Regions from separate parts of the Ovis aries genome. Here region 2 is linked to region 1. Evidence: chromatin contacts called from public Hi-C data. All regions are on one chromosome and are shown on one strand. The core of a region is the stretch at or near the end of the contact, and the rest is flanking DNA. Distances in the headings are between cores, read along the strand shown. Region 1 holds the start of ZNF800 (zinc finger protein 800). Region 2 holds the start of GCC1 (GRIP and coiled-coil domain containing 1).

Evidence for each region. A called contact is a pair of places that touch in the nucleus more often than the background predicts.
Region 2: a contact with region 1 is called in a Hi-C map of liver, with 2.6 times the contacts expected there. The contact joins the promoter of GCC1 here to the promoter of ZNF800 in region 1. A contact is called at or near these places in 2 of 16 Hi-C or Micro-C datasets (hypothalamus and liver).

The regions. Positions count from the first base shown.
Region 1 is chr4:93,355,486-93,361,875 of ARS-UI_Ramb_v3.0, reverse strand. ZNF800 (zinc finger protein 800) reads left to right here and starts at 3,919. Exons shown (of 6, transcript XM_042248772.1): 1 at 3,919-4,566; 2 at 5,038-5,156. The coding sequence starts at 5,096. It overlaps LOC121819422 (craniofacial development protein 2-like), which reads right to left and starts at 3,825. Exons shown (of 2, transcript XM_042248773.2): 1 at 3,653-3,825; 2 at 1-3,427. The coding sequence starts at 39.
Region 2 is chr4:93,528,150-93,534,539 of ARS-UI_Ramb_v3.0, reverse strand. It overlaps GCC1 (GRIP and coiled-coil domain containing 1), which reads left to right and starts at 3,980. Exons shown (of 2, transcript XM_004008035.6): 1 at 3,980-5,433. The coding sequence starts at 4,402.

The sequences.
Region 1 (6,390 bases), core at 2,670-5,169:
CATCTCTTGTTTGACCACTTCCAATTTGCCTTGATTCATGGACCTGACATTCCAGGTTCCTATGCAGTATGGTACAGTGTAGGCAACACAATATAGCCAATAGAACACAATGGCTAAGGTCGTGAGTTTCAGAGCCACACCCTTCGGGTTAGAATGCTGCTTCAGCTGCCTTTCAGCTGTAACCTTGATGAGTTATCTAACCATTCTGGAAAAGGAAGTTTCATTCCAGTCCCAAAGAAAGGCAATGCCAAAGAATGTTGAAACTACCACACAATTGCACTCATTTCACATGCTAGCAATGTAATGCTCAAAATCCTCGAAGCCAGGCTTCAACAGTATGTGAACTGTGATCTTCCAGATGTTCAAGCCAGATTTAGAAAAGCAGAGGAACCAGAGATCAAATTGCCAACATCCATTGGATCATCGGAAAACCAAGAGAGTTCCAGAAAAACATCTACTTCTGCTTTATTGACTATGCCAAAGGCTTTGACTGTGTGGATCGCAACAAACTGTGGAAAATTCTTCAAGAGATGGGAATACCACCCCACCTGACCTGCCTCCTGAGAAATCTGTATGCAGGTCAAGAAGCATCAGTTAGAACTGCACATGGAACAACAGACTGGTTCCAAAATTGCGTAAGGAGTACATCAAGGCTGTATATTGTCACCCTGCTTATTTAACTTCTATGCAGAGTACATCATGTGAAATGCTGGGCTGCATGAAGCACAAGCTGGATCAAGATTGCCAGAAATATCAAAAACCTCAGATATGCAGATGATACCACCCTTATGGCAGAAGGTGAAGAACTAAAGAGCCTCTTGATGAAAGTGAAAGAGGAGAGTGAAAAAGTTGGCTTAAAGCTCAACATTCAGAAAACTTAAGATCATGGTATCCTGTCCCATCACTTCATGGCAAACAGATGGAGAATCAATGGAAACAGTGACAGACTTTATTTTTGGGGGCTCCAAAATCACTGCAGATGGTGACTGCAGCCATGAAGTTAAAAGACATTTGTTCCTTAGAAGAAAAGCTATGACCAACCTAGACAGCATATTAAAAAGCAGAGACATTACTTTGCCAACAAAGGTCCATCTAGTCAAAACTATGTATTTTCCAGTAGTCATGTATGGATGTGAGAGTTGGCACTCTAAAGAAAGTTGAACGCTGAAGAATTGATGCTTTTGAACTGTGTTGTTGGAGAAGACTCTTGAGAGTCCCTCGGACTGCAAGGAGATCCAACCTGTCCGTCCTAAAGGAAATCAGTCCTGATAATATTCATTGGAAGGACTGATGCTGAAGCTGAAACTCCATTTTGACCACCTGACTCATTGTGATAGAAGTGACTCATTTGAAAAGACTGATGTTGAGAAAGATTGAAAGTGGGAGGAGAAGGGGACAACAGAGGATAAGGTGTTTGGATAGCATCACCCACTCAATGGACATTTGAATAAACTCAGCTGGGACATTTGAGTAAACAATTGTGTTTGCGTAAACTCAGGGAGTTGGTGATGGACAGGGAAGCCTGGCATGCTGCAGTCCATGGGGTCAAAGAGTCCAACATGACTGAGCAACTGAACTGAACCATTCTGTGCCTCAGTTTCTCCCCCTGAAGAATGGAGGATAACAAAATCTCATTGGATTGTTGATATAATTAAATGACTTCATGCCTGAACCTAAAACATTAATTACTCAAAACATATCAGATACTAATATTGTTATTTTATAAAGGGAATGATCTAGGTTCTAGACGCAGTTCTGCTACTATGTGACCTTCAGAAAACACAGTTAACCTCTCTGGGTTTCAGTTTTCTATGTACAAAGTAAGGAATGTTACCAGATAATTTCCATGGCTTCATCTTTAAAATTCTATGATTCAGTGTGTTCAATATTTGTTTTACCCATATGCACATTCCAATTTTGTCTATAATCCTAATTTTTCAGAATATTTAAAACTTATTCTATTAGCATACAATTTTGAGGACTCTCTAGTGATGACCACTTTGAAATATAAACATCTTTAATTCACATCTGGTCAGCAAATACTTGTAACTTTCACTTATCTGAAGTAACGCTTTTTCATGTTCATGAAAATTTAAAATTGTATATTCATTTTTAAGCCCATGATAAATTTGCTTATTCAGGTAGATCTCCCAAAACTTAAAAATATTTCACCTCAAATTTTACCAAGGATCTCCAGTGTTAAAATAAAAATTCCACTGTTAAGGGTCACATTAAAATTTTTTTTCTATTGTTTTGCATAAGCATATTCCTCTGTGGCTCAGTGGTAAAAGAATCACCTGCAGTGCCTGGAGCTGCAGGAGATGCAGCTTCCCTTCCTGGGTCAGGAAGATTGGAGGAGGGCATGGCAACCCACTCCAGTATTCTTGCCTAGAGAATCCCATGGACAGAGGAGCCTTGTGGGATACAGTCCCTTGGGTTGCAAAGAATTGGACAGGACTGAAGAGACTTAGCATGAAAATATAAGAAAAATATTTTACTGGTTGTATGACAAACACTATCATGTGGATGCAGCTTACTTTACTTTTAGAAATTGTGGCATTTCATTTTTAATTGGGACAATAGTTGCTTTACAATGTTGTTAGCTTCTGCCATATAACAAAGTGAATCAGCTATATGTGTGTGTGTGTGTGTGTGTGTGTGTGTATATATATATATATATGCCCACATATCCCCTCTTGGACCGCCCCCCTGACCACCTAGATCCATTTCATTTTAGTTTGTTTTGTGTTGCTTAACAATGGGACAGACAAAAATGATCAAATATACTATGCTGACCAGTTAAGTGTGCAGAATGAACAGGTGGAATTCCTTTTTAAAAAGATAATTTTTGTATCATTTTCCTGTCACCCCTATTATTTGGCTGCTAAAATCACTCAGATCTATGCAAATACTCCATTCAGTGTATTTACAGTAACATTTATTACTGGACCTAATACAAACTCTGAATTTTGAAAATAGATTTCAGTCACTCGTTTGTTCTTCCAAAATACATACAGAGCCTGTCTACTAAACGTTTTCACGGATCCGAAAACCGGCAACTTAATCATGAACGTTTTCAGTGGATCGTGGGGGAGGGCGGGTGGAGATTTTTTAAGTGGACTTTTTCTTTCTTAAAATTTTCATTTTTGCTTCTGGAGCCGGGGAGAAGGCGGGGGAAGCGGCTCTCCCACCCTCGAGCACCGGCACACGGGGTTGCAGAATTTGACAGACCACTGCGATCCTGGGGGGTTTTCCAAGCAGGATAAGCGCCGAAGAGAAGAAAAAGTGAGTACTGCCCACGTGACCCAACTTCGCTTTCAGATGCCAGACGCCAAGCGCAGCTGCGATCAATACCTATCTTCCACGGACTAGACTGTTTTCCTCCCAAAGACCTGATAAAGCTCTGAGAAGAACACTTCAGAAATTGCTGGGTTAGAGAAAAAAAAAAGTTTCACTTGTACCCTTTATAAATGCGCTGACAACTTTTTCGGAATCACCACGATTTACGGCTTACGCATTTGCCAAGCCTCTTCCTACAGTTCTCTCCCCTGCTTTTCCAAGCCTCCCGGTTTCGGTTCCAAAGCGATAGCAACAGTTTGGTTACCCAGCAGCCCGTCTCCCGGCCCCAACCACCGCACCAGTGGCCTCGCACCTCTTGGCCCGCGAAGCCCAGGACTTCGGCCCCCCGTCCGCCGGGGACGCTTGCGAGAGCCGCGGGTCGAAGACACCCGGCTGTCGGCCCCGCGCCACCAGCCCGGTCTCCCTCTCCCTGCCCAGCCGCCGCGCGTCGCCTCCCCACCGGCGGGGGCGCCGGGCCGGGCGCATGCGCGTGACGCTCCCGGGCGTGCCGGCCACACTCCCCCCACCCACTCCGAGAGCTTGTCACTTCCTGCCCTCGCCCCATCTCCGTCCGGGGTCAGTCACTCGCTCCCTGTCGCTGCCGGAGAGTCTCTGCTTCCCCCTTCCTACTCGCTCCGCGGCGGTAGCTCAGGCTCTTCGGGGAGGGGGAGACCGAGAAAGCGAGAGACTGACTTAATAAAGTTTCCTGAAACAACAACTACTACCAGAAAGGGCCCAAGGTGGGGGGAAACCCCCATCCTTTCGCGCCCCTCTCCAAAAGCCTGAGGGACCGTTGCAGGTGGAGCGACGCTGGGGGGGAGCCGGGCTCCAGCGGCAGCCGTTGCCCGGGCGAGGGGCGCCTCAGGTCCTGCCCTCTTCGGTTCCAGCTCCTTCGGTGGCGGCAGCAGCGGCTGCGGGGCGGTTCCTCCTGTCAACTGCCTGCGCCCGCGCGCTGCCCGCCCGCCCAGTTCCACAGCGCGGAGGGACGCCGTGAGCCGCCGCGTCGCCTCGGGCCGCGGAGGGACGTGGTGAGCTGTGGCGCTTCCGCGTCAGCGTCGGCGGGGACTCTTTGGGAGCGCGTCGGGCCCGAACCCCGGTCCCTTCGCGCGGTCCGCCGAGGCTGCGCCAGGTGGGGCCCGAAGCCGCCTCCCACGCCAGGCTGTCCCCGCGGCCGCCCGGCCTGCTTTCCTTCCTTCCGCCCGCCCGCCGGCCCGCCCCAGGAGTTCAGTAAGTTGGGCGCACTTGGTTTGGGGGACCGGGGCTCTGCCTGGGAGACCCCTGCGCACGTGCGTAGCGGGAGGGCCGGTGTGGGCCGGCCGCTGGCGGGAGCTACCCTTCGGCTGCCGCCGCGCCCCCCGCCCCGCGGGCCCCGGCGCTGGCCGTGCCCGCTGCGCTCCGCGCCTCCATCTCCGCGCGCGCCCGCACGGGAAGGCGAGGCCGTCGCCGCCGCCCGCGCAGCCGGCCAGGCCCTCGCCCTGCGCTGCGCGCCCGGGGCTGCGTTTCCGGGTAGGGCGATGAACCTGTGCGGGAGTTCGGGCTGGTGAAGCCTTCGTGCGTTTTTATTTTTCAGTTGGAGAGGAAGGTGCAGGGCGCTGGAGGGGAAGCGGAGGGTGGGTGATGGGAACGTTTCTGGAAAATGCAGCGAGAGCCCCCCCAGGAAGTTCAGGGTGAGTGACGGGTTTGTGCTTCTTTCAACAGCCAAGCCGCAATGAAGAGCTTCTTACAGTGAAAGGAAAGTAGGTCGCGCCCACTGAAAATGCCTTTAAGGGACAAGTACTGTCAGACTGACCACCATCATCACGGATGCTGTGAACCAGGTATACCCCTTTCTTCTCCAGTTGCTTTGGTCTCCATCAGAGCCACTCTGCTCTCTGTTTTCTTTTCTTCCTGCCCAAGAAGTCATTCCTAACTAAGCAGGCTATAATTTCCCCTAGCATAAAACCAGTTATGAAGCTAAAAGCTTGTACAAACAAGAGATCTCCCTTGCTTGATCCCTTCAAAAAGGTACTGCTGGTGTCACCTTAAATCTTTTCCACAAGATCGATTACTCAATCCGTTTTCCTTCCCTTTCAAGGCAGCTTGTAGCTAGTAGTATACCCTCATGCTCTGTGAATGGTTAAAACTGAAGCGAAAGGAAAAACTAGGTAGTATTAGAATACTACCATTTATTTTTATGAAAGCTGTTTCATTTAAACTTTTAAAAACTAGAAATTTCTTCTGCTTAAACAGTATTGAAAAAGAGCATAATGCTTAAACCTAAGAATGAGTTTAGTTTCGGCTAAGGAAAGTTTGTGGAAGTCAACTTGTTGGGAGAATGAGGTATTAAGTGCGACCTCTTAAAGATCTTGGACAGAACACAGGATTGCAAAATCTGATTATTTAAGATAAATATTTTTAGGATATTGTTCAGAGGGATGTTTTTTAGTTGACTTTATGAAACTAAAAAGGTATTTTTTGGAATCTCACAAGGAGTATTAGAACACTAATAAAATGTGATGTATAAACTAGTGATAGTTTTTCTGCTTGTTAGAGGTTTGTGCATTATTAGAAACATTTAGAGGTACAGCTTAAAAGAGAATCCTTGAATATACACTGTCACTAAACCAACAAAAGGCTTTTCTGTTAAGTTCAAAGGCAGTTGTTGAGCATTATTTTTGATGTAAAAGTTCTAGGACTTTTTAGTACTTTTGCTTGTTTCTTGTTGGGGTATTTTAACTGCACCCAGTGTACTTGGTTTTGTCACAGTGAAATTAATTTAGAGTACGTTTTGATTAATGGGGAAAAAAATGGTGGTGTTAAAGGGGAAGAACTTATATTGTCTGGAAACTTTGGTACATGTTAGAATAAAATTTGTACTATGACCCTGTCCCCACTAATTTGCTGAAAATAATAACCTCTGCTAATAAAACAGGCAATCCCAGAGTGGAATCCAGTGTTTATTCACTTGCTCCCTGATTTGCCTACCTTTCATCATCCTTTCTACTGCACATTTTGTGTATTTGAAGTGAATATATATCCCTTATAGTTTACCAATTGTTGAATGGATTTTAC
Region 2 (6,390 bases), core at 2,731-5,230, 170 kb before region 1:
CGTCTCGGCCCGCCCTACGTCACCTCGGGCCGGCCCCCGTTCTGGCCCCGCCCCAGCCCTCAGCCCCGCCCCTCCGCCCCGCCTCCAGGCCCTGGCTCCGGAAGACTGGAGCTGAGCGAGTCTTCACCGCGTCTATGGTTAGGGCGCCAGTTTCGAAGATGGGAAGGCCCTGGGTCTCCCCAGGCTTCTAGCACGCCAGTCAGGTCCTTGGAGCTGAACCAGCAACCCGAGCGAAGCCGAGAAAATCCTACGACGCTCCGTAACGGCCCTCTACCCCCATCTTCAGTAGCCGGTCGCCGGGCTTTGGTTTGTTGCGTCGAACACACACTGGGCTCCGGTTTAGCTCTTGGTAACCAGCAGCCTCGACTGTGTGCATCACCCCGCCCCCGCCCCCCACCCGGGGGAGGGGGACGGAAATTCCGTGCAAATGTCTTCCTCTTTCCTTTTGTCCTCTCAGCTCTCAGCGAGGGACTTGGAACGTAGTAAGTGGTTCAGTGACCGTAGACTCTCGAGAGGAGTACGCCACAGGTGGAGGAAGATGTGCTTCATGGTTCCTTAATACTCTAGTTTCAGTGATCCGCGGAGAAGGCAATGGCACGCCACTCCAGTACTCCTGCCTGGAAAATCCCATGGAGGAGGAGCCTGGTAGGCTGCAGTCCATGGGGTCGCTAAGAGTCGGACACGACTGAGCGACTTCACTTTCACTTTTCACTTTCATGCATTGGAGAAGGAAATGGCAACCCAATCCAGTGTTCTTGCTTGGAGAATGCCAGAGACGACGGAGCCTGGTGGGCTGCCGTCTATGGGGTCTCACAGTCGGACACGACTGAAGCGACTTAGCAGCAGCAGCAGTAGCAGACCCTACTCCTGTATACTACAGGACTCCGCTTTCTCCTAGAAGGCCCTGGCAATAACGCCTTTCAGGTCGCACCGGGCAGCCTTTCTGAAGCTCCTTCCTCACTCTGCCACAGACCTGGGGACCAGGATTTTTGATGCACAGCTATCCTGTGAGGAAGCTCTCACCAAAGAGCTTCACCAGTTATTTCCCCACTGATCTTAGCATCAAAGGGGGAAATTGCAAGATAGGAATTAGTTTAAATTTCTCTTATGACAGAGACTGGGTCGATGCCGCACCCAATACTTATAAAACAAATGCTGGCTTGGTTGAATGGACTAACTGGTTGCTCAGTGGAGCAAAGACAGACGTTTTGCCTATTCTGGATTCTCAGCGGGCTTCTAGGATCAATTGCTGGTGCAGTGGACACGGTGAGGTGAGCTGGGATCAGAGAACGTTTGTTCCTTCGTTCCTTCCTTTCCTCATTAAATAAATATCTATTGAGTACCCATTAGGTGCCATTGTTCCAGGCCTCATTTCAAATACCAGTTCTGCCCCCCCTCCCCCACTTTTTAGGGCTTGATTTCAACAATACAACCTATCATTTTCTCATCTACAAAAGGAGACTGATATCCATCCTAATTGCCTCATGAGGTTATGGTGAAGATTAAAATGATATTAAAATGATAATGTATCTGAATGTTTTCTATGATGCAGCTGGATGTTATCTGGGCTACCAAGAAACTGGGTTTCAAAAGACTTCTAGTGTCTGACCATCACTCTAAAGAGAACAGATTTTGGGCGTCAAGTATGAGTGAATACATGACTCCTATTCCTCAGAGGCTTACATTCCTAAGAAAGCTTTTACAAGATTGAAGAGCACACTTAAAAGAGTTCTAATATAATAACACAACTAGTGGTGATCTTTAGCTCTTTCAATTAGCCTTGTTTCCCTCTGTCCTAACATCTTTATGTTTTGAACTTTTAATTTTGTGTTGGGGTATAGCCATTTAACAGTATTGTGATAGTTTCAGGTGAACAGTTAAGGGACTCAGCCATACAGATACATGGAACCATCCTCCCCGTAACCCCCCTCCCATACAGGCTGCCACATAATGTTGAACAGAGTTCCATGTGCTATACAGTAGGTCCTTGTTGGTTATCCATTTTAAATACAGGGACTTCCGAGGTGGCTTACTAGTAAAGAATGCCTGCCAAGCAGGAGACTGGAGTTCGACCCTGGGTCAGGAAGATCCTCTAGAGAAGGAAATAGTAACCCACTCCAGTATTCTTGTCTGGGAAATCCCTTGGACAGAGGAAGCTGATGGGCTACAGTCCATCAGGTTGCAAAGAGTCAGTCACAACTCAGTGACTAAACAGCAACAGCAGCCATGTGTACGTGGCCATTCCAAACTCCCTAACTATCCCTTCCCCTCTAGGCAACTATAAGTTCCTTCTCTAAGTCTGTGAGTCATTTTCCATTTTGTAAGGAAGTTCATTTGTATCATTTCTTTTTAGATTCCACATATAAGGGATGCCATACGCTATTTCTCCTTCTCTTCACTCAGTATGACACTCTCTGGGTCCATCCATGTTGCTGCAAATGGCATTATTTCATCCTTTTTAATTAGCCTCTTTACATTCCTGTTATCATTGCTCTATTTCACTATCATTTGATCCCCATGACTGAAAATGGTCTTCTGCACTTTGGTATCTCCACCTTGTCATATAAGACTTGATGCCACTCTTGTGATGGAAATCCTTTAGTGTCTTATAACCAAAGGTAAAATCCAAATACCTTAATTTGGGTGCTCATCTATTGTGTCAGCAGTATCTGTTGCCAGCCCCTTTGCATACCCTAAGCTACTGCCTTGAAATGATTCTCAATGCTTCCCAGGTGAGACAAACTCTCTGATGCTCCAGAGTCCTTGCAAGTTTTCCCTCTGCCTAGAATGTTGTTTTGGAGAGGGCAATGGCACATCACTCTGGTACTCTTGCCTGGAAAATCCCATGGACGGAGGAGCCTGGTGGGCTGCAGTCCATGGGGTCGCCAAGAGTCAGACACGACTGAACGACTTCACTTTCACTTTTCACTTTCATGCACTGGAGAAGGAAATGGCAGCCCACTCCAGTGTTCTTGCCTGGAGAATCCCAGAGACGGGGGAGCCTGGTGGGCTGCCGTCTATGGGTCGCACAGAGTCGGACACGACTGAAGTGACTTAGCAGCAGTTAGCAGAATGTTGTTTCCCTCATTTCTAGTTAGATGGACAATCAGTACTTACTCTTCAAATTCCAACTCATTTCCCCTGAAAGCCTGCGCTGTTTCCCTTAGACAGGGCTCCCTCCTCTTAACTTCAGTATCACTTTGAATATACTTGTGTTTGCATGGCTGCTGCTTCTCTAGATGTGGGCTCCTTGAGGGTAGGAGCTTGTCCTTTCCTGGTGATCACCTGGCATAGCACTTGGTATGTTGAGAATCAGACCGATCTACATGGGATTCTAAACCCAAGGCTATGTGACCTTGGTGTATTACTTAACTTCTCTGTGCCTCACGTTGCACTATCTGTAAAATAGTGCTAATGATGCTCAGCAGATTAATTATAAAGACTAAATAGCAAAACTCTTGTGAAGCTTCTGAAATATAGGTGGCACTTAGAATGGACATGATGCCTATATATATTTATTTATATATATTTGTTAAATGAACCCAGCAGAACTCAGGAAAGGTGTAATAATAATTATACACCGTCTAGGTGTCAAATACTGTCCTAGAAAGGGTTGTCATCTTTGTGGTCTAAATGGTAGTCTTAACTGTTGCTCTTTAAGGACAACGGTACTGAGCACCCAAACAGTGGGGCCTGTCATTTACCCGAGTCTTTGGTAAGGGCTCATTACAATGTCGCCCCCGTCCCTCGCTGATCTTAGCGCTAGAGCAAGATCAGGCGCCTTCAGCAAACCAACATGACTCCGGTGTACTCGACTCTGCTTGCTCTGCTGTGGTGGAGAGGAACCAGCACTCGGCCGGAGAGTGACCAGTTCTCAGCCCTGCTGGGTTCTCTTCCCACCAGCCGGCTGAGGTAGCCCCGCCCACCTCGCGCCCACTGGGGGCGGGGCTCAATACGTCGCGCTCTCGTCACTTCCAGCAGACCCGGAAGCGCCGTTGTCCCAGCCGCTAGAGTTAGGAAGTCGGGATGGAGCTACGCTCATCTTAAACCTTTGGCCTGTAGTGCGCCGGGGCCGGGCCGGTGCTGCTGTGGCTGGGTGAGCGGGGAGCGCGGAGCGGCTTCTGGGGCAGTGCGGGCGAGCCCTGGCAGTGTGCCCTTCTTGTGCCAGCGTCGCCCCGCCTCTAGGATAGGACCCGCCCCCGCCCTCCTGTCTGGGACCTGGCAAGCGTTTCTGCCCTGCTGCCCCGCCGCCCTGCATCCGGTCTCAAACAGCTGCTTGGAGCGGATGTGCGGCAGAGGGGGACAGCTATCTCCCCGTCGCATACAACCCCTGCTAGCATCTTCGTGACGCTCTCCCAGCCTGTCCAAACCCTGGCCTGGAGCAACCCGTCCTGAACCCTCATGGAGAAGTTTGGAATGAATTTCGGGGGCGGCCCAAGCAAGAAGGACCTGCTGGAGACCATTGAGACTCAGAAGAAGCAGCTCCTCCAGTACCAAACTCGTCTCAAGGATGTAGTCCTTGCCTATAAAAGTCTGCTGAAGGAGAAAGAGGCGCTGGAGGCCAGCATTAAGGTACTGTCTGTATCCCACGAGGCGGATGTAGGCCTCGCAGGTGTGCAGCCTCAAGGCCTCACCTTTCCTGACTCTGTGGATGACCGATGCTCCACTCACAGCGAGGATAGCACAGGGACCGCCGCCAGCCTGGATACTGCGGCCAGTATCACCAGCACCAAGGGTGAGTTTGGGGTAGAAGATGACAGACTGGCCCGTGGACCACCTCCTCCAAAGTTGGAAGAGGCCAGCGGGTCAGAGAGTGGCGTTAGCAGTAGTAGTGGGGACGGACCATCTGGGGGTGGGGAGGTGGACAAACGACTGCACCAGCTGAAGACTCAGTTGGCTACTTTGACCAGCTCTTTGGCTACAGTCACCCAGGAGAAGTCCCGCATGGAAGCTTCTTACCTGGCGGACAAAAAGAAGATGAAGCAGGACTTAGAGGATGCCAGTAAGAAAGCAGAGGAGGAGAGGGGCCGGCTGGAGGGAGAACTGAAGGGGCTGCAGGAACAGATAGCAGAAACCAAAGCCCGGCTTATCACGCAGCAACATGATCGGGCCCAAGAGCAGAGCGACCATGCCTTGATGCTGCGTGAGCTCCAGAAACTGCTGCAGGAGGAGAGGGCCCAGCGCCAGGACTTGGAGCTTCGGTTGGAAGAGACTCGGGAAGCTCTGGCCGGGCGGGCCTATGCAGCCGGTCAGATGGAAGGGTTTGAACTGCAGACCAAGCAACTGACCCGTGAGGTGGAAGAGCTGAAAGGTGAGCTTCAGGCTCTTCGAGATGAGAAGAATCAGCCTGACCCCCGGCTGAAGGAGCTTCAAGAAGAGGCTGCCTGCCTCAAGAGCCATTTCCAGGCTCAGTTGCAGCAGGAAATGAGAAAGGTAATTATCTTCATCTCTTTCAAACATGAGTCATTTAACTTAAAGTGGCTTCTCAGGTGGCTCAGTGGTAAAGAATCCATCTGCCAATGGAAGAGATTCTGGAGATATGGGTTTGATCCCTGGGTCAGGAAGATCCCCTGGAGTAGGAAGTTGCAACCCACTCCAGTATTCTTGCCTGGAAAACCACATAGACAGAGGAGCCTGGTAGGCTACAGTCCATAAGGAAGTAAAGAGTCAGACACGAGTCAGCACACACCACTTGTGACACATGGGGAAATATTAGTGTTTTTTTTTTTTTTCTCCTTTGACAGAACTAAGTGCCTGCACTGTTGGTTTTTTATGCGCTTCGAAAAGTTTCACTTGTGGGTCCTGAGAAATCCTTTTCTGTGTGGTGTTGACAGTATCCACAGAGTGCTTCCAACAGGATGTGGAGTTTCTGAGTGTAGTCTGAAGTTGGAGCTAGACAGATCTGAGTGTCAGGGCATGGCATCTTCCCAGCTGTGCTCTGTGAAGCAGTGTAGCAGCGGCTGTGCAGTGGAAGGTGGAGTGGGGGCTTATGGCAGTATGCCTATCTATGGGTAGCAGTGGATGCCTGTAGGTAGGGTGGCTGGAGGGGACAAAGGGAATTTTCATAGAAGAAATCACCTCTTCTATTGCTTGCAGTCAATATTTGCCATGTCTGGAAAGATAGGCTATTTTCCAGTGCCTCCTTTCAGCGTGGGGAGAGATCCAAGCCAACTCTGAACTTCCAGGAATGTTGGAAGAGGAAAAGAATGTAATATGGTGAACAGCACACTTACACGTGAGCTTGGTGTATGGGTGGAGAGAGTAGAAACACTAAAGCAGAACAGTAGCAGATCTCCAAAGACTCTTAATATCATTGGGTATAATGTGTGTCTGAGAGCAAGTTACAGGAGCTTGGGTTAGCTCCCAAACTCAGAAAGCTTCCCAGTTCCC